Regions from separate parts of the Mus musculus genome. Here regions 1, 2, 3, 4 and 6 are each linked to region 5. The links are chromatin contacts, called in public HiChIP or PLAC-seq maps. All regions are on one chromosome and are shown on one strand. The core of a region is the stretch at or near the end of the contact, and the rest is flanking DNA. Distances in the headings are between cores, read along the strand shown. Region 1 holds the start of Zp3r (zona pellucida 3 receptor). Region 2 holds the start of AA986860 (expressed sequence AA986860). Region 3 overlaps Gm28856 (predicted gene 28856). Region 4 overlaps Srgap2 (SLIT-ROBO Rho GTPase activating protein 2). Region 5 holds the start of Mapkapk2 (MAP kinase-activated protein kinase 2). Region 6 has its middle 27 kb from the start of Fam72a.

The links. HiChIP or PLAC-seq counts read pairs in DNA pulled down with a chosen protein or histone mark.
Region 1: a contact with region 5 is called in an H3K4me3 HiChIP or PLAC-seq map of pro-B cells, with 3 times the contacts expected there. The contact joins the promoter of Zp3r here to the promoter of Mapkapk2 in region 5. A contact is called at or near these places in 1 of 39 promoter capture datasets (embryonic stem cells), 5 of 115 datasets of contacts at active chromatin or transcription factors (the SCID.adh cell line, embryonic stem cells, large pre-B cells and 2 more) and 1 of 9 other capture datasets (pancreatic islet).
Region 2: an H3K4me3 HiChIP or PLAC-seq map of embryonic stem cells shows a contact between it and region 5, with 15 read pairs. The contact joins the promoter of AA986860 here to the promoter of Mapkapk2 in region 5. A contact is called at or near these places in 10 of 39 promoter capture datasets (the 3T3-L1 cell line, 3T3-L1-derived adipocytes, the HPC-7 cell line and 5 more), 9 of 115 datasets of contacts at active chromatin or transcription factors (astrocytes, embryonic stem cells, extraembryonic endoderm stem cells and 4 more) and 1 of 9 other capture datasets (pancreatic islet).
Region 3: a FOXA1 HiChIP or PLAC-seq map of pancreatic cancer cells shows a contact between it and region 5. The contact joins the enhancer-like site here to the promoter of Mapkapk2 in region 5. A contact is called at or near these places in 3 of 39 promoter capture datasets (embryonic stem cells, liver and pre-B cells) and 6 of 115 datasets of contacts at active chromatin or transcription factors (differentiating embryonic stem cells, embryonic stem cells, extraembryonic endoderm stem cells and 3 more).
Region 4: a contact with region 5 is called in an H3K27ac HiChIP or PLAC-seq map of microglia, with 4 times the contacts expected there. The contact joins the enhancer-like site here to the promoter of Mapkapk2 in region 5. A contact is called at or near these places in 1 of 39 promoter capture datasets (the C10 cell line), 4 of 115 datasets of contacts at active chromatin or transcription factors (bone marrow-derived macrophages, microglia, pancreatic cancer cells and 1 more) and 1 of 9 other capture datasets (liver).
Region 6: an H3K27ac HiChIP or PLAC-seq map of T-cell acute lymphoblastic leukemia shows a contact between it and region 5, with 3 times the contacts expected there. The contact joins the enhancer-like site here to the promoter of Mapkapk2 in region 5. A contact is called at or near these places in 9 of 39 promoter capture datasets (the 3T3-L1 cell line, the HPC-7 cell line, HPC-7-derived erythroid cells and 6 more), 1 of 15 datasets of contacts at CTCF or cohesin (the NIH/3T3 cell line), 3 of 484 Hi-C or Micro-C datasets (the G1E-ER4 cell line, embryonic stem cells and female germline stem cells), 14 of 115 datasets of contacts at active chromatin or transcription factors (the SCID.adh cell line, T-cell acute lymphoblastic leukemia, acute myeloid leukemia and 9 more) and 1 of 9 other capture datasets (liver).

What each region holds. Positions count from the first base shown.
Region 1 is chr1:130,628,194-130,630,893 of GRCm38.p6, reverse strand. Zp3r (zona pellucida 3 receptor) reads left to right here and starts at 1,288. Exons shown (of 12, transcript NM_009581.2): 1 at 1,288-1,358.
Region 2 is chr1:130,730,671-130,733,370 of GRCm38.p6, reverse strand. AA986860 (expressed sequence AA986860) reads right to left here and starts at 1,395. Exons shown (of 4, transcript NM_177604.3): 1 at 1,148-1,395.
Region 3 is chr1:130,769,409-130,772,108 of GRCm38.p6, reverse strand. The region is part of intron 2 of Gm28856 (predicted gene 28856); the gene reads right to left. Among named protein-coding and RNA genes, the nearest start is that of Gm28856, 4.4 kb to the right of the region's middle. Within about 2 kb of position 1,383, at least 43 of the 459 cell types and tissues checked have an H3K27ac peak or open chromatin away from gene starts, as enhancers often do. A contact at or near this core is called in pancreatic cancer cells, where this site is marked.
Region 4 is chr1:131,472,603-131,475,302 of GRCm38.p6, reverse strand. The region is part of intron 2 of Srgap2 (SLIT-ROBO Rho GTPase activating protein 2); the gene reads left to right. Among named protein-coding and RNA genes, the nearest start is that of Srgap2, 53 kb to the left of the region's middle. Within about 2 kb of position 1,447, at least 40 of the 459 cell types and tissues checked have an H3K27ac peak or open chromatin away from gene starts, as enhancers often do. A contact at or near this core is called in bone marrow-derived macrophages and microglia, where this site is marked.
Region 5 is chr1:131,096,401-131,099,100 of GRCm38.p6, reverse strand. Mapkapk2 (MAP kinase-activated protein kinase 2) reads left to right here and starts at 1,258. Exons shown (of 10, transcript NM_008551.2): 1 at 1,258-1,812. The coding sequence starts at 1,576.
Region 6 is chr1:131,553,931-131,556,630 of GRCm38.p6, reverse strand. No RefSeq gene overlaps it. Among named protein-coding and RNA genes, the nearest start is that of Fam72a, 27 kb to the right of the region's middle. Within about 2 kb of position 1,285, at least 66 of the 459 cell types and tissues checked have an H3K27ac peak or open chromatin away from gene starts, as enhancers often do. A contact at or near this core is called in the SCID.adh cell line, T-cell acute lymphoblastic leukemia, bone marrow-derived macrophages and 4 more, where this site is marked.

The sequences.
Region 1 (2,700 bases), core at 39-2,538, 470 kb after region 5:
TGCTGATTTGTGTGACCTAAACTGCTGATATCTTGACAATAAAATCTGGAATTGCCCCAAAACTTATTTCTAAACAGGTCCACATCCTGCCTTGTCCTATTAACCTTTCCTGGTGTGTAGTGGGCTATAAGAGAGATAAAAGTATTTAGGGTTTGAAAAATCTAAGCCTACATCAGTAGATTAGGATTTGGTTTAAATTTAGTAGATTCTAATGGACCATGTGACTAAAGTTCCTGGAAAGACATTAAACAATCCATGGAGTCTGGTGAGAACGGCAGTGATCACAGAGAGGTTGGGACACTGCAGGTCCAGAGACTGGTGACAATCTGGAGCAAGGCGTATCTTTAGCTTCCTGCATAACGATCCCTTGCCCACTTTTATATTTCATCTAACATCCTTGTAATTGTTGTGTGAAACCTTTTGGGGTATATTAACTTAACAGATCACTGGATTGCATCAACCTAGAAGACAAGAATGTCCTCGGATATCATCTGAGGGCCACAGCAGCAGTTTCCTGCTTTGCTGTAACCCACTGTATTTGTAGCAAAAATTTGAAAAGTGTTTGTTTATGACTTCCTTGTTTCTGTGGCTATAAAATTTTCATGAAACCATGGTCACACTGAAACATGAGGTTGGTAAAAGCTGATCCTGTGTTCCTTGGTCATGGTCACTAATATTTGGCTCTAGAATAAATGATCTCTTACTGCCTTTGAAGACAGAGCTGAGTTGGTTTTTTTTTTTTTCCGTCCTCATCCAACAGTGTTTATGGATTACTATCACACTTCCTTGTGTTTATTCTATATAATTTCTATAGTAATTATAATATATACAAGATGTAAATACTATGAAAATTCTTTTTACATGGTGTTGCTTAGGAAATAATGTAGAAGATAGTTTGTACATGTTCAGTACAGATAAAACCACTTTGTCTCTACCTACACAATCTACCAGCCAACCACTGGCATCTGCAGAATCCACAAGTGAGAAGACTGTGGTTACAGCAGTAGAAACATCCTCCCAGTTGCCTCACAGGCAGGCAGGACAAAACCAAACACTAGTATATGTTATCACATTTGAAGGTAGGCTGAGAGTAAGGATCTGCAGTTAATCCTATACAAGAACTATGACTGACTCCATTCCTATCTGAACTCATCCCCACTTGCTCTACCAACAACCAACCACACCACTGGAACTTCAGATTTTGATCAGAACATTTGCCTGAAAGGAAAGAATGTTGTGGTAATTCTGTTCCAGGGAGGGGCAAAGAATGTCAGTAACCAAAGATACTTCATTCTGAGAGGGGCGAAAAACCCAAGGCAACACTAGAGTCTTCCTACGTCTTATTCAGATACCTACAGGTCAGTCATTTCCTAAACACTCAGACTACCTCAGGGAAAAGGCTAGAGGTTTATCACCTTGATGAGTACAAAATTAGGGAAAAGGTAATGACCAACAAGGAAAGAAGGTGCCTAGTAGATTAGAAATGAGTGCTACCATTTTTTTCTGATTCTGAAGGCAAATGTGTTGGTTTATCTACTCCCTGTATGAGAGTGAAAATGGCAAATGATACTAGCTACCCAATGAGGCAAAAGGGCTGGAGAGTGGGACACAGGAAACTCACAGCACAGGGGAGACTGGAGCTAGCCACACAGAAAGTCTTCATTGTATCTTCTGTCCCTTACTTTTCTAGAATTGGCATTGTGCCCTTGCTAAAAAACAAAACAAAACAACAACAACAAAAAAGACTTTGGATCTATATGTAAAAGCCAGACCATAAAGCTTCTATGAGAAGCCACAGGAGTGAATCTTTAGGTCTTGAGTAGGCAGCAACAAGAAAAAGAGAAAAGTTGGACTACATTAGAATTAAATAAAAAATACTCGTGTGCCTAGTGAGATCCTGTTAAGGATGAATGGGAAACTGGGCCTGGTGTCTGCCACCTATAATTCCAGCACTTGGGAAATAGAGGCTAGAAGACAGGACATTTAAGGACACAATGAGCTACTGTGACTTTAGCGGGGCAGCCTTTCTCCATAAATACAGGAAAGGTAAAGAAATAACTTTCACAGGTTAACAACAAAAGGTGGTAAATTGAATTTAAAAATGAATCTGTTTGAATGCACATTTCTCCAAAGAACGGACTTACGCGAACTGCTGGCATCTATATTGTTTATAATATAGATGATCTCTAAGATGACAGATTGATGTATAATTTTCAGAACTGTCAGATGTGCATGTCACAGAAAGCATACTTTGACTTTTGAAGTTTGGTCTTCTCTTGGATTAGCAATACCCAGTGCGGCAGCCTCCCATGAGACTGAGCAGTGGTGGGAACTTGCAGCTCCCAGTCAAGCATGGCATCGGGAGGGGAACTGACTGATGGTTTGGGAGGGAATGTGCTACCAGTGGGGTTTGGGATGGTGAGTTTTATGGTGTCCATCCCGTAGTGTCTACAGAATGCCCCCTCTTTGTGTGTGTATGATTTTTAGCATTTTAGTACACGGTAGGCTTTATAGACGGCTTTGTCTGAATGTAGCCTAAGTGTTCTGAGTATGTTTAATGTAGATTAGGCCAAGCCATGCTATTTGGTGGGTTTGACGGTAATACTAATGCATCAATTCAAGAGGATCTGGAATCCCCTAAGAAATAAGCCTCTAAGCACACCCATGAGGGATTAGCTAATAGACAAGCCCCTGCCCTTG
Region 2 (2,700 bases), core at 146-2,645, 370 kb after region 5:
CCTCCGTGCTGATGGGAGCGAGCTTATTGCTCCCCTGACTGCACTTCCGTGGCAGCTTCTTTAGACAGATGCTCCAGCTACACTTTGTGTCCACAGGGACATCTGAAGAAACACGAAGCATAAGCCCCACCCAAGCCTCTACTCCTATGGACTCTGCCGCATCACTCTGACCTGAGCCCCAGTTGGAAGTCTGGCTAGGTTTGGTATGTTGAGATGAAATAAAATGTGGGTGAGGCCCAGCATGGCCAAGTAACTTTTTTTTTTTTTTTGGTCTACATCGATCAACAGGTAAAATCAGAGATTTAACTAGCTAGTAGACCCTGAGTAAATTTGATCGGAGTTAGAATATTTGTGGGTTTTCCAAAGATAAAATGCTAGCTGGAGTTGGAGTTTCCTCCATATTTCCAAGCCTCAATTCTCCTTGCAAATAATCTAGCTCGGTTCAGACTTTACATATCTGCACAGAGTGCGCCATTATCAACTAACACACACACTGCACCCCTTATTTAAATAAAGATAGACACTGAGCCATGGAGAATTTCCTTTTACAAATGGAATGGAAAACTAAGGTACCTGGCTCACTCACATGACCCTCCCCTCCATTTGACTCCCTGTGCTCCAATTATCCAGTCACTCCATCCCTTTCAAAATCACTACTTCATCTTAGTGCTCTAGAGATGGAAATTTCCAAATTCTAGGAAAAGGTGGATTTTGTTGTTGGTTTTTTTTTTTTTTTTTTTTTTTTTTTTGAGTCAGGTCTTTCCAGGTAGGATAGGCTAGCCTGGAACTTGCTGTATTTCCCAGCAGCCTGGCTTCAAACTTTCCATCCTCCATCTTCAGAGTACTATGATTATGGGTGGATACCACCATGCCTGGGTCTGGCTTCTGTTTGTTCAATATGATTATGTAAGTTAAATAAAGAAACGGAAGAGATGTCCCCCGGTCCTCCATAAAAATATTCCAATTCTGGAAAATCTCAGGCTAACGGAGAGATTTGATCAACAGAGATTGAAAACCCCAGGTCCGGTGTAAAGGGTCAGACACTCTTACAGCACTCCCCAGCACAGCCCTATATATAGCTTTGCCTTCCCTTAAAAGCTTTTCCCTTGCTGCAGAATAAGCAATAGTTGGTTAGTGATTGACTCACCTTCTCTGGGTTGGGGTCTGAAGACAAGAACGTAATGCCCTTCTATTCCAGAGGGCAGAGATGGAGACCGCTTGCCTCTCAGGCCGTGTCTCCTACTGGTTTCTTCCTTTGACCTCCTCCTGACTTACCTAGACAGGTAAAAGCTTCACCCGCGCTGCATGGACACACCCTGCTACTGACTCTAAGCCAATCCTAGCTTCCCTCCCTACTCCTCATTCCAGCTGTTCAGTCAGGGAGGACTCAGGAGGGGAATCAGCCAGGAGGTGCTTCTCTGTCTTGGTCAATCACCTCCTGCCCCCGCCTCCCCACCCCACCCCCTCTTTACTTAGAGAGCCAATGAACTGCTACAAAGAAAGGGTAGGCGTGGTAGAAGGCTGGAGCTGGTTTGAGCTGAGTGGAAGGAGAGTAAAGAGAGTTTGGCAGGGTGGAGGCAGATCAATGGGACTCGACTTTCCGTCTTGAAAGGAACGCATCAGTCTGCTGCGCTCTATGGGCCCACTGAGAACCGGATTTGTTGTTTAGACAAGCCTTCCTCCACTTGAAGCTGAAAGTATTCTCCAGACTGCCTGCCATTCTGGTGCCTAATTTTGTAACCAGCTTTTCTAACTGCTCAGTCATTGACAGTTTCATATCCAGAAGAGGTTTCAAGGGTCTCAAGGTTAGGGATGTAGCTGAGTCACCCAGTCCCCAGAGCTTGCTGACAACTGTCCTGGCTTTTTTGTTTCTGGGGAAATAAAACTAATCTCTCTCTCTCTCTCTCTCTCTCTCTCTCTCTCTCTCTCTCTCCTATAGGAGGTATTTTCCGGATTTAAAAAAAAAAAAAAAAGCTTGATCAGCCAAAAAGGAGATATAGCACTTGAACTCTGTCATTTGGGTCTCTGGTCCCTTTTGGCTGCTTCGAGAAGGTGGCAATAGATATTAAACAAAAATAAAGTCAGCTGCCAACCAGTCTAGCAAGTACTTCTTTTGAGGGGAAATGTCTGGCATGCTTATGGAAAAGAGTAGGTCAGGGAGCCTCCTGCTTCCTGGAAGAAATCACCTCCAGGTACAGAGGCCACTTGCCAGACAGCAGTTCTGCTATTTCCCTGAATATAGGCTGAATATAGGCCATCCCCAGTAACCTTCAACTTTTAAAGGTGTATCACTTGCCAGCAGCAAAAAGAAAAGAAAAATTAGAAAAACCAAACCAAAATACCTCATGCACGAACCACTCAGTTTAAGCCCCTGCTGTATGCTGGCTATTACCTTAAGCATTTCTATGTCTTATTTAACTTTTGCTCCAACTTAGAAGCATTGCCCAATTCTTACAGCCCACACCTCACCAGGAGGTTAAATGACATGCCTGATATTTCCCAAGTAGTAGTAGAGCAGATATTTTAATCCAGATTGTCCACTCCCAGCTTGCTTCACAGTTACTGTTCCCGATTCTGTGACTGGATGCTCTGGTGAAAGCAATGTAAAGGAGGAAGGACTTGTTTGGGTTTCAGTTCAATGGCACACCGTGCTGGGAGGTCCTGGTGGTAGATGCTCCGGCCAGCTGGTCACACTGTATG
Region 3 (2,700 bases), core at 134-2,633, 330 kb after region 5:
AAAGAATCCTATGATTCCAGTACTCTGAAGACTGAGGCAGGAGGATCAGAAGTTCAAGATTCTGTCTCCAATCAATCAATCAATCAATCAGTTAATCAATACTAACAATGACAATAGCAAAAGAAAACAGAGTCAAGGAGAAGGCTCAGGAGGTGAATGTGTTTGCCACCCAGACATGATGACATGAGTTCATTGTCTGGAACCTTCTGAGTGTATTGGCTCACATCTGTAAAGCTAGCTTTCTCATACAGAGATCGGAGGCAGAAACAAGAGACATAGTCAGAAGCTCATGGGCCAGCCAGCCTGGACTATATACCACAGCACAAATAAGGTGTGAAGAGAGAATAGTTTCCTGAAAATTGTCCTCTGGCCTCTATAAACATGCCTTGGCAGGAGTGTGTGTATGTGCATACCATTCACACATCACAGACACAGACAATGGTAATGCTATAATAGTAAATAGGACACCCTCCAAGAACAAAACAAAACAATATGAAAAACAAAACACAGCAGTCGAAGGGTACATGTAACTACTCAGTCCTCCAGCTCGCCTTGGCTTGCTTGCTTATTTGTTTGTTTGTTTGTTTGTTTGTCTGGTTTCTGGGCACCAAATCTTTCCAAGAATCTTAATTTTAGACGTTGGTTTTAATCCAGTTTTGGGCTGTTGCAACTGCCATTTCCTGGGTGATGGTTATGTCCTCCCATATCCCTCAGAAATACCTGCTGCTCCGGTCACGTGGAGCTTTAGAGTAATCATGTCTCAGCTGAAGGAGGGTGGTGCTCCCCCATCCCAGCATGCAATGTCCCTAATGTAAGCAGCACAACTAAGAGTCAAGCTTCTGCCTGTCCCTGACTGCCTTAGGGTTGGGGACAGGAGGATACATTATCAGGGGGGAGCTATGTGCACTATTCTGTGAGCTCTGGCCAAGGAGTGAGTCCTCAGTGCTTTGATGCCAATAAATGAATGAATCACACAGCATGAGGCAGAAATTATTGTTGAGGCACTTAAGGTCACTTCCATCTTCCTTCTCTCTTATGAAATGTCCATGTCAGGGCTGGTCATCTCCCCATCTCACAGTTAAAGAAAACAGACAGAGAGGCTGTGTGTCTTGCCTACAGTAAAGTCCCTTCACCCCAGCAAAGGGCCACTTCAGTTCCTCATCTGATTCTGGGTGTCTGTGGTGTGGATGTGCTCACGAGTCCTGATGTATGGACCAGTAGAACTGGAAACTGGTTTTTATTTTCACATCTGGAACTGAGACCTACCTATTAACCGCTCCTTCAGAAGCTGCCCAGCCCTGACAGGGAAATGGAGCCATACCCGGGACTGGGTTATGTAAGTGGAGGCTAGGCTGGTGCCAACTGTCTGGGCAGAGAGGGTGGAGATGGGCGCTCACCTCCTGAGGGTGAGTGTGGGCTCAGGAATGTGGTGAGGCCACTTTGAGCTGGGTAGGATGGGTCTTTGCCTCAGAACAACCTCTGGACAGGTTCAACCAGTTTGTGGCTTAGCCTATACTTCAAAGGGGTGGGCATTACATTTTCTACCTCACTCTAAGTAGCTGTCCCACCAGAAGGAAGCTAGTGGGTCAGACAGGAGGCAGTGGGGTGGCCCTGCGTGTGCCAGAAGAATTTGGGCTCAGGCCTAGAGGCTGCCTCCGCTGCTCTAGGAACAGGTCCCTGATACCACCTCTCAGACAAGTGACCAAGGATACTGCACAGCCTTTACTGGGCATGTCTCAGACATCTGTTTTCTTTAGCTCCGTTCTCTTCTCTTGAATCTGCCCTTGCTCTTTCATATATAGATAACCCAGCAGCCAAATTAAGCTTCTGAGACAGCACACCTGCATGTCACTTCTCCGGCTGTAGGCTCCCACTGTGTATCATATCCAAATTCTAGGCAGGACCAACAAGGCCCACAGTGGCCTTACTTTGTTCCATCTCCTGATTGTTAGGCAAGCCAAGTTGAAGTTCTTGGCAAGGACCCTGTGTTGCCTTGCCTCAGACCTGTGTGCCTGCTGTTCTCACTGCCTAGGAGAGCTCTCCTACCTCCAGGCCCTTTCTACTCTTTGTTTCCACTTGTATTATTCCAGTCCCTGTGTAGGATGTATGGTTCCCGTGTCTTTTTCACAGCTCTCTACCCACACTCTGCATCCCACATTAGGTCCTTATGTGTGCTCCAGGTGTTCTACAATATACCTTTACTGATTTGTCACAAGTGTAAGAAGCAGCTGCTATTTACTTGATGTCAAGCCTATAGTTCTATATAACGAAGGCTCCTTGAAGACCAAAGCTCACTGTCATTCTACTCACTGCAACATCCCTACTGCTGTGTATATGTGACTTAGGGGTTCTGTTAAGGATCTAGGACTCAGATTCAGCAAAGACTTACCAGGTACCTCTTTGTGTCTAACATGCTGTATCTTTATATAGATTCTTAATTAATTTGTTTAATTTCTACATACTTCATGCTAGAGTTTGGCATTTCAGGGCCAGAGTTTCTTCATTGTCTTCCTCTCCTTCCTTCTTCTTCCTCTTTCTCCTTTCTTTCTCTCTCTCGTTCTTTCTTTCTTTCTTTCTTTCTTTCTTTCTTTCTTTCTTTCTCTTTCTTCTTCCTTCCTTCCTTCCTTTCTCTCTCCTTTCTTTTTTCTTTCTTTCTCTTTCTCTCTCTCCTTTCTTTCTTTCTTTCTTTCTTTCTTTCTT
Region 4 (2,700 bases), core at 198-2,697, 380 kb before region 5:
GTGGCTCACAACCATCTATGTAATTCCAGGTCCAGGAGATTTGACTCCTGATCTATGAGGACACCAAGCACACACATGTTGTACATATATGCATGAAAGCAAAAACACTCATATACATAAAAATAAATAAATAAATCTAAAACTGGAATTCAGCTCCTCATTCTCTGTGCATGTCTACCTGTGCTTTTGCATACAAGATTCTTCCTCTTCTTCCTCCGCAACCATGCTTTCTCTTACTCTTCACCTTGTGCTCTGCTGCATAACACTGGACTCCTGTTGCTTCCCTTAATCTGCCAAGCATGCTTAGCAGAGTCCTGCCTTGAGACTCTGAAGCTTCTTCTTCCTAGCACACTAGCATTTTCATAGTTCATTTCTCTGCTGTCTTGAATCTCTACTTGAAAGTTACCTTATTAAATAGCCTTTGTGACAGTTCTCTAGAAAATGTACCCTGACTTGGTATTTTCTTTTTCTTTTTTTTTAAATGGAAATCAGAGTTAGTTTTTTTTTTTTTAAGATTTATTTATGTATATGAGTACACTGTACACACCAGAAGAGGACATCGGATCCCACTACAGATGGTTGTGAGCCACCATGTGGTTGCTGGGAATTGAACTCAAGGACCTCTGGAAGAGTAGTCAGTGCTCTTAACAGCTGAGTCATCTCTCCAGCCCTGACCTGTTGTTTTCTGTTCGATTAATTTCAAATCACTTTCCCCCACTCCCCACTGTCCTCTAATGTTCCTGTGGGAAAAGGATTTTGTTCTGCTCTGTCTTTAATGCTTACAAAGTGCTTGGTAGGTATTTGTTGATTGAATACATCAGCCTATTACTGATTCAGTATCCTCTGTAGAAGGAGTCTCTTGGACCAGTGTTGCAGTATAGCGTTTGGAGACGGTATGGACAATACAGCTCTATTTGTTTAGAATAGGAATTTTCTTAATGTAAAAGGTATTTATTAACTTAAGTCCCAGTTTTAGCTTTAGGAGTATCATTTATTAATCAAAAGTCAAAGGATGGATTAGAAAGGAACTGAGAGACCATTTGATCATTTTCTGCCTTGCTGTCTATGTGAGAAGATAAGTGAACTGTCCAAAGTCATTAAGCTGGCTGAGGGTCAGTCTGAAAGTAGGCTTCTCACATCTGCGTTCATAGTCTTTCTTACATTTGTTTCCCTAGCGGTGGGAGTTCTTGAACTTTGAGATTGACATTTTTTTCTCCAGACTCTAAACAGGAGCCTTTCTCTGCACATTATAGGTCAGTATAGATGGGTAATGACTCAGTAATATGTGGAAAATCCCAGAGACTGACTGATGAGAATAGAAACTACCCAAGATGTGCTATGAACACCAAAACATGCTTCCTCTTTTTATTGGCAGGAGATGTATAGGGTGTAAAGGAAATGAGCCTTTGACACCCCAGTTGTTTTGTTACAGGCCACAGTGAATGTGTCTGCCATTTAAATTCAGATTTTTTGATGACTGGCCAAACCAGCTGCAAGCCTAGTCCTTTGGACTAGAAGCCTTGATTTTGCCAACTGTTCATTTTCTTGATAAACTTCATTATTTCAGGCATTTGTGTATAGCTAGCTTATTGTGGGGTTGTCAGAGAGGTATAGAGCTATTTCTTAGAGACAGTCATTCCTCCCCAAGTAGCATGTGTCCTGAAGCTGGCCCATCTCCATTCTTTTTGTAAGCATGTAAGGTCTTTTGTTTTAAATGATGATGTGAGCACAGACTGTTTAAAAAGGAAAAAAAAAAAAAGCAAACATTGGTAGGAGTGTGCTTTTAAATTGACCAAAGTGTAATTGGAGTGAGATTAATAAAAAGACAAGTTTATTTAACTACTTGCTATCTGGTTTGTGATACAGGGTATCCTCATTTGATTTAGAAGACACTTTGATCATTCATGAAGGAGATACCGTCTCTAATTCTCTCTATAGCGTATTATACTTGCAATCATCTTTATACCCATGCTTCTACTACATGAGTTTTATCCAAGCAAAGGTTCTGAACTTGACAGATACATATTTTGAAACAAGTGAAGTTCCAGTGTAGCTGTGCCACCTAGAAAGATTCATTTTGCTTTAATTACAAAGCCCATTTTAACTTAGTTTTTCTAACCAAAATACAGAGCAGAAAGATTTAAGGCTATGCTTTAAGATACTCAGTAAAGGGCTAGAGAGATGGCTCAGTGGTTAAGAGCATTGACTGCTCTTCCGAAGGTCCTGAGTTCAAATTCCAGCAACCACATGGTGGCTCACAACCATGTGTTATGAGACCCTCTTCTGGTGTGTCTGAAGAAAAAAAAAAGATACCTAGTGAAACAAAACTCATAAAATTAGGAACCAGGAGATTGTCTGTAGACGGTTTCTTGTTTAGGTTGGGTATCTATTTTATATCTCCTGACTTTGTAAGGTTATTTTTTGGGTGATTCTCACATATGAGTCTCAGTCACTTGTGGAATCTTTTGATAGAGAGAAGTCAATCCTTGAGTAGCTGAGTTTTGGTTCCTATAGATTTTCTTATAGAGAAGCTAGAGGAGCTGTCAGGATTAGAAGTCGTCTGATGGTTTTGGTGGCTGGAATTGTGCTAGATTCTGACTTACCTTCTTTTAACCCATGGCGAATTCCCTGATCCTTTTGAGGTAAAGGCAACTTACAACATAAATAGTGAGGCAGTTAAATCCTCACCAATTCTTATTT
Region 5 (2,700 bases), core at 9-2,508:
AAGCGCTTGTCTCCTTGATCCATAGTGAGTTGGATCTCAAGAGGGGGCCTACAGTCCTCCACCTGTTCATCTCTGTCTTCCTTGGAACAAGTATCTTCCGGAAATCTAAACAGGGAACAGCAAATGAGTCTTGCCATCCTGGGCTATGTCTCCAACGCCCTTTTCTCAGGGCACTGTCTCGTCTCCAGAGTTTTGTTGGGACATATTAAAGACTTTGTGTGACCATGGGTCAGGTCTCATCTTTAATTTGTCTGTATTAGTAAGTAAACCAGAGCTTTGTATCTATCTTGTTCCTTTGTCTCATTTCTTAACTGCTGTAACAGTCAAACCCTTGTGGATCTCAGCAGTGCTACAGGCCAGTTAGGCCCAGAGATTTGTACTAGAACTAGGTTGCTTCAGGACTACTTATTGGCTATGGCCGCAGGGACCATTTCCCCAACTCTAGAACCATTTCCCAGCCCTTCCCCTTGCTCTATAATCGCAATGAATTAAGAACACAAATGTATAAGTGTACCTCCCAGAGAGACATGAAGTTTGTGGGTATTTTAAGACAGAGTCTGTCTTTGTTGTTCAGGCTGGCCCTGTGACTTGTTATCCTCCTGCTTCAGTCTCCTGCATATAGCCGGGATAACAGGTGGCTAGAGTGCCCCATTCCATCTTGGGTCATTTTGGGTTTATATAAAAATATGTTCGAATTCATAATAATTAAATTGTTCGTGGTATCACAGTAGTACATTCTTCTCAGTGAAAACCAGTAAGTCCATGAGAGAAAAAAAAAGTAAAACTCACAAGTATGTTAAGGAAATTGTTACTATTGCCTGACACCTGATCCTAGGATGAATAGTCTCTCTTATTCCCCCAGTCCTGGCCCCCGGATTCTCGCTCTGCTCGGGTACCCCTCACCCCCCACCCACAGAGTCCACGTAGAAAGATTCTTATCAATTATCCGTTTCTTTCAAAATACATCTCCTCCAATTCTCCGATGACCTGTCTTCTAGATCCAAGCAGCTGGAGGAGTGAGGGTTTTGTTTGAACTATCCAGCAGCTTTTCTTTTGCCCTCCTCCCTTTCCCCTCTGCCCGGCCCGGGTTAAGAACTAGGATGTCTCGATGCCCTCCACAAGCCCGCTTGCTCGCAGTCCCTAAGCTCTCCCGCCACTGGACTTCCTCCCCTTTAAGGCCCACCCCTCCCCCATGTCCACGCCTCCCAGTCAAGCCCCACCCTCGATCCTCCCCTTTAAGGACTAGCCCAGGACGCCGAGCAGCCTGTGACGCGGCCGCCGCCCCCGGGCTGGTACTTCTCGGCGCGGCGATTCCTCCGGCCGGGCCCTGCCGTCCCGCGTTCCCCGGAGCGCACGTCTCCGGGGGGAGGGAGCAGGGCTGGTGGGCGCCCGCGGCGCACAGCGGGACCCACGGGGCCCCGCGACCAGCCGAGCCTGGAGCCGGGCCGGGGCGGGGCAGCCGGCTCCAGCCCGGAGCAAACTTCGCCGCCGGGCGGGGCGTGGCGGGGACCCGGGCCCGAGCCGGAGGAGGGGGCGGCCGCGGCCCCTGCCTCTGCGCGCGAGTCGCCGGGCACCATGCTGTCGGGCTCTCCGGGCCAGACTCCGCCGGCGCCTTTCCCCAGCCCTCCACCGCCAGCCCCGGCCCAGCCGCCGCCGCCGTTCCCCCAGTTCCACGTCAAGTCGGGCCTGCAGATCCGAAAGAACGCCATCACCGACGACTACAAGGTCACCAGCCAAGTGCTTGGCCTGGGCATCAACGGGAAGGTGCTGCGGATCTTCGACAAGAGAACCCAGCAAAAATTCGCCCTAAAGGTAAGTCTGGGCCGCCCGGGATCGCGCTGAGATCCGGTGCAGCTTCCGGTCACCCCGCGAGTGGCCGGCACCCGAGAGGACTCACGGGGACTGCCATGTTGGGGTGTGAGTGGGATCCAGCCTGGTGGCCACTCTTGGGACCCGGACGGCCTCTGCTCGCTTTACCCGGCGCCGAGGACACGGTGGCCTCGTCCTCCCTCCCTCCTTCCTTTCTGCGGGCACAAAAGGCCCTTTACTCATTGAGCTGGTTGGTCGGTCGGTTTGGAGAAGTTCGCTCTCTGAGGTTTCCTTAACCCTACTCCTTATTTGGGAGCCGGAATGTGACTTCGCTCTCCTCGGCCTCGCGAGGTCGGCGCGCAGCGGTGGGGCGCGTCGGCGCGGAGCGGCGCGGCACTGGAGACTGGGGACCCCGCCTCCGTGCCCCGCGATCGTCTGGAACCGCCAGCGCCTGGCCTGCGCTGCCCCTTAGGCTTGCGCCGGGCTGTTTCCATTGCTCCCTCCACCGTAGGAAACCTTGTCTGTAAGCCAGGCTTGGCCTAGTGCTGGTACACTGGTCCCTGGTAGCCGGAGACTCAAAGGCAGGAAATACTATTCCTGCATTTGGGAAACCCACTCTTAATCTCTGTGGGTCTACCCGTCTCTGCTTCTGTCGGTGGTAGTGGAGAATGGGGATTTCAAAAGGTCCAAGTGAAGCAGGGAAGGCTGTCATTCAGGGTCACTGCAAAGTTTTCTTCTCTCAAGGGTTTCAGGTTACACCATATCTCTAAAGGTCACTTGTCAGGTTTCTTTCTCCTGGGGTGTCTCAATGATTGGAGGAGCAAAGTACTTCCTGTGTTATATTTTGCTCTTCCCCTTCAGCCCACACAACTTGCTTTGTTTCAGCTATTC
Region 6 (2,700 bases), core at 36-2,535, 460 kb before region 5:
GAAACATGTCAGTGTGCAGGCCGACTTGGTGCTGGAGCAGCTGAGAGTGCTATATCTTGTAGTAATTGTTGCAGTAATTCTCTCCATCCCTAATATGCCCTGGCAATGAAAACACGACTCAATTAATATGAATACATTCTGTGCGCCTAGATTAGGTAGATCTACTGCTACACTACCACCTTCCACATCTATGAGACCCCTTAGAATCCACAGGCAGCAGAAGGAGACTGTACCATGCTGGGTACAGCTTGAGCATAGGAGACTTCAAAGCCTGCCTCCACAGTGACACAATTCCTCCAAGGCCACATTTTCTAATGGCTTGTAGTGGTTTGAATATGTTTGACCCAGGGAGTGGCACTATTTGGAGATATTGCTTTGCTGGAGTAAGAGCGTCCTTGTTGGGGTGGGTTTTGAGATTCTCATCCTAGCTGCTTAGAAGACAGTCTGCTCCTGGCTTCCTATGGATGAAGATATAGAACTCTCAGTTACTCCAGCATCATGTCTGCCTGGATGCTGCTGTGCTTCCTGCTATGACGATTATGGACTGAATATCAGAACCCATAAGTCAGTACCAATTAAATGTTGTCCTTTATAAGAGTTGCCATGGTCATGGTGTCTTCACAGAAATGGAAACCCAAAGACAGGTCAAGCACTCAAACACATGAGTCTATGGGGCCATAGCTATTCAAACCACCACAACTAATTTTTCATAGAAAGATATCACTATATACATGTATTGAAACTTTGTGTGTGTGTGTGAGAGAGACAGAGACACAGAGAGAGACAAAGAGAGACAGACCTACACACAAACACATACACAGACATACAGAGAGACAGACACACAGAGAGACAGACAGAGATACAGAGAGAGACAGAGACAGACCTACACACAAACACATACAGAGACACACACAGAGACAGACACACAGACAGAGACAGAAAGAGACAAATAGAGACAGACAGACCTACACACAGACACATACACAGACACACAGAGATAAACACAGACACAGGGAGAGACAGACTTACACACAGACATATATTATATATGTATATATAAATATATATATGTATATATAGAGAAACAGAGGCATATGTATACATATATATGTTATGTATATATAGAGAGACACACAGACAGACAGAGGCAGGCAGGCAGGCAGACAGACAGACAGACAGACAGACGCACGCACGCACGCACGCACGCACGCACGCACGCACAAGAATAGAACTCAATACGTAACTGTATCACCGGGAACAAAGCCTTCTCTATTCCTGTTCAGTGTCTGGCTAAAGGACAGCAGGTGGCAGCAGAGTCCAGCCTGGGGTTGTAGGAGCAGCTAGAGAGAGAAGCAGTTTTTGAGTAAAGCCTTCCCTCTGAAAAATCTTAACACGAGAATAAAAATAGAACAATGAAGAGCTGGTGCCACGAGCTCCAGTCACTGCAGAGCCTGATGTCATTCACTGTCTGCCATCTGCAGAGCCTTGTCCTTCCAGGAGAAAGCAATGGTCCCAGGCTCTGAGTGGCCCCTCCCCAGCTTTGCTCAGGTCACAGGATGAAGCTGGCTCAGCAGGAAAGGGGCTCTGGGCAAGCGGAGCTGGAGGAAGGACTGATTTTTAGGAGACTGCAGACAATAAAGAGAAACAACAGAATGCTAAGTCAAAGGAGGTTGTCGCAGGAGACTACAAAATGCATGGTGCCACTGGAAGAAAAGTTCAGAAGAGGCAAATCTAGAGACAGAAAGAGATTAGTGGTTGTCCAGGGCATGGGGAGGTGGTAACTGTGGCAGAGCTTCTAATGAAGACCTACTTTCTTGACAGGATGGAAAGATCCTGAAATTTGACTATGTTAGGGGTTGTAAAATTCTCTAAGTATGCTAAGAATCATTGAGTTCTACATTTGAAATGGGTGAAATTTATAGAATGTACGTTTTCTTATAAAGATAGATCATAGGCCTGGCTTCTCTCTCTTACTTGCTATGGTCCCTCAGTTTCTTTTCTATACCTACAAAAATTAAGTCAGGATAATCTAACGAAGGCTATAAAAATGTCAGTCCATAGTGAACATGGAATTCGTGTCATTTTGTTTTCCTGGTAAGATGACATTTTATCTCAAAGCTTAGCTGTGTCATGTTTTGCTTTTGATACAACGACAAATGTCTCCACTGCCTTCTATTCCCACACCAGATATTTTCAATGAACAACTTTGCTTATTACACAACATTGGGAAGTCTCTGAGAACAGAAGTTAATAGTGGTGTTGTGCTGGGAAGGGTCTGAGTAGGAGGGAATATCCCTCCCTTCGACTACAAGGAGAACAAGACAGAGTCACTAGAGCATCCCTGCAGTGCAGCCTGTGCAACCATTGCACAATGGGATCCCAGTCCCCACCATTGCCAAAGGTCTCAGATCGGAGGATCAACGATGTTATAGTAAAAACCATTTTCAACTTGTAATTACTATTGTAATGATTCAGTTTCTCGAGAATGGTAATTGTATAAAATTGCTCTTGCAGTTTTCTTTTCAATACAATGTGCCTGTAAACCATGGATATCCCCTTTGTAAAAAGACACTGTAGATAGTTGAACATTTGATTATAGCAAAGTCATTAGTTTCTTGTTACACATTATTGGGTTTAATATTGTTCTTGAAAATAGTTGATGATTATGTTAAGTATAACTTTTCTAATAAAATTTGTGTT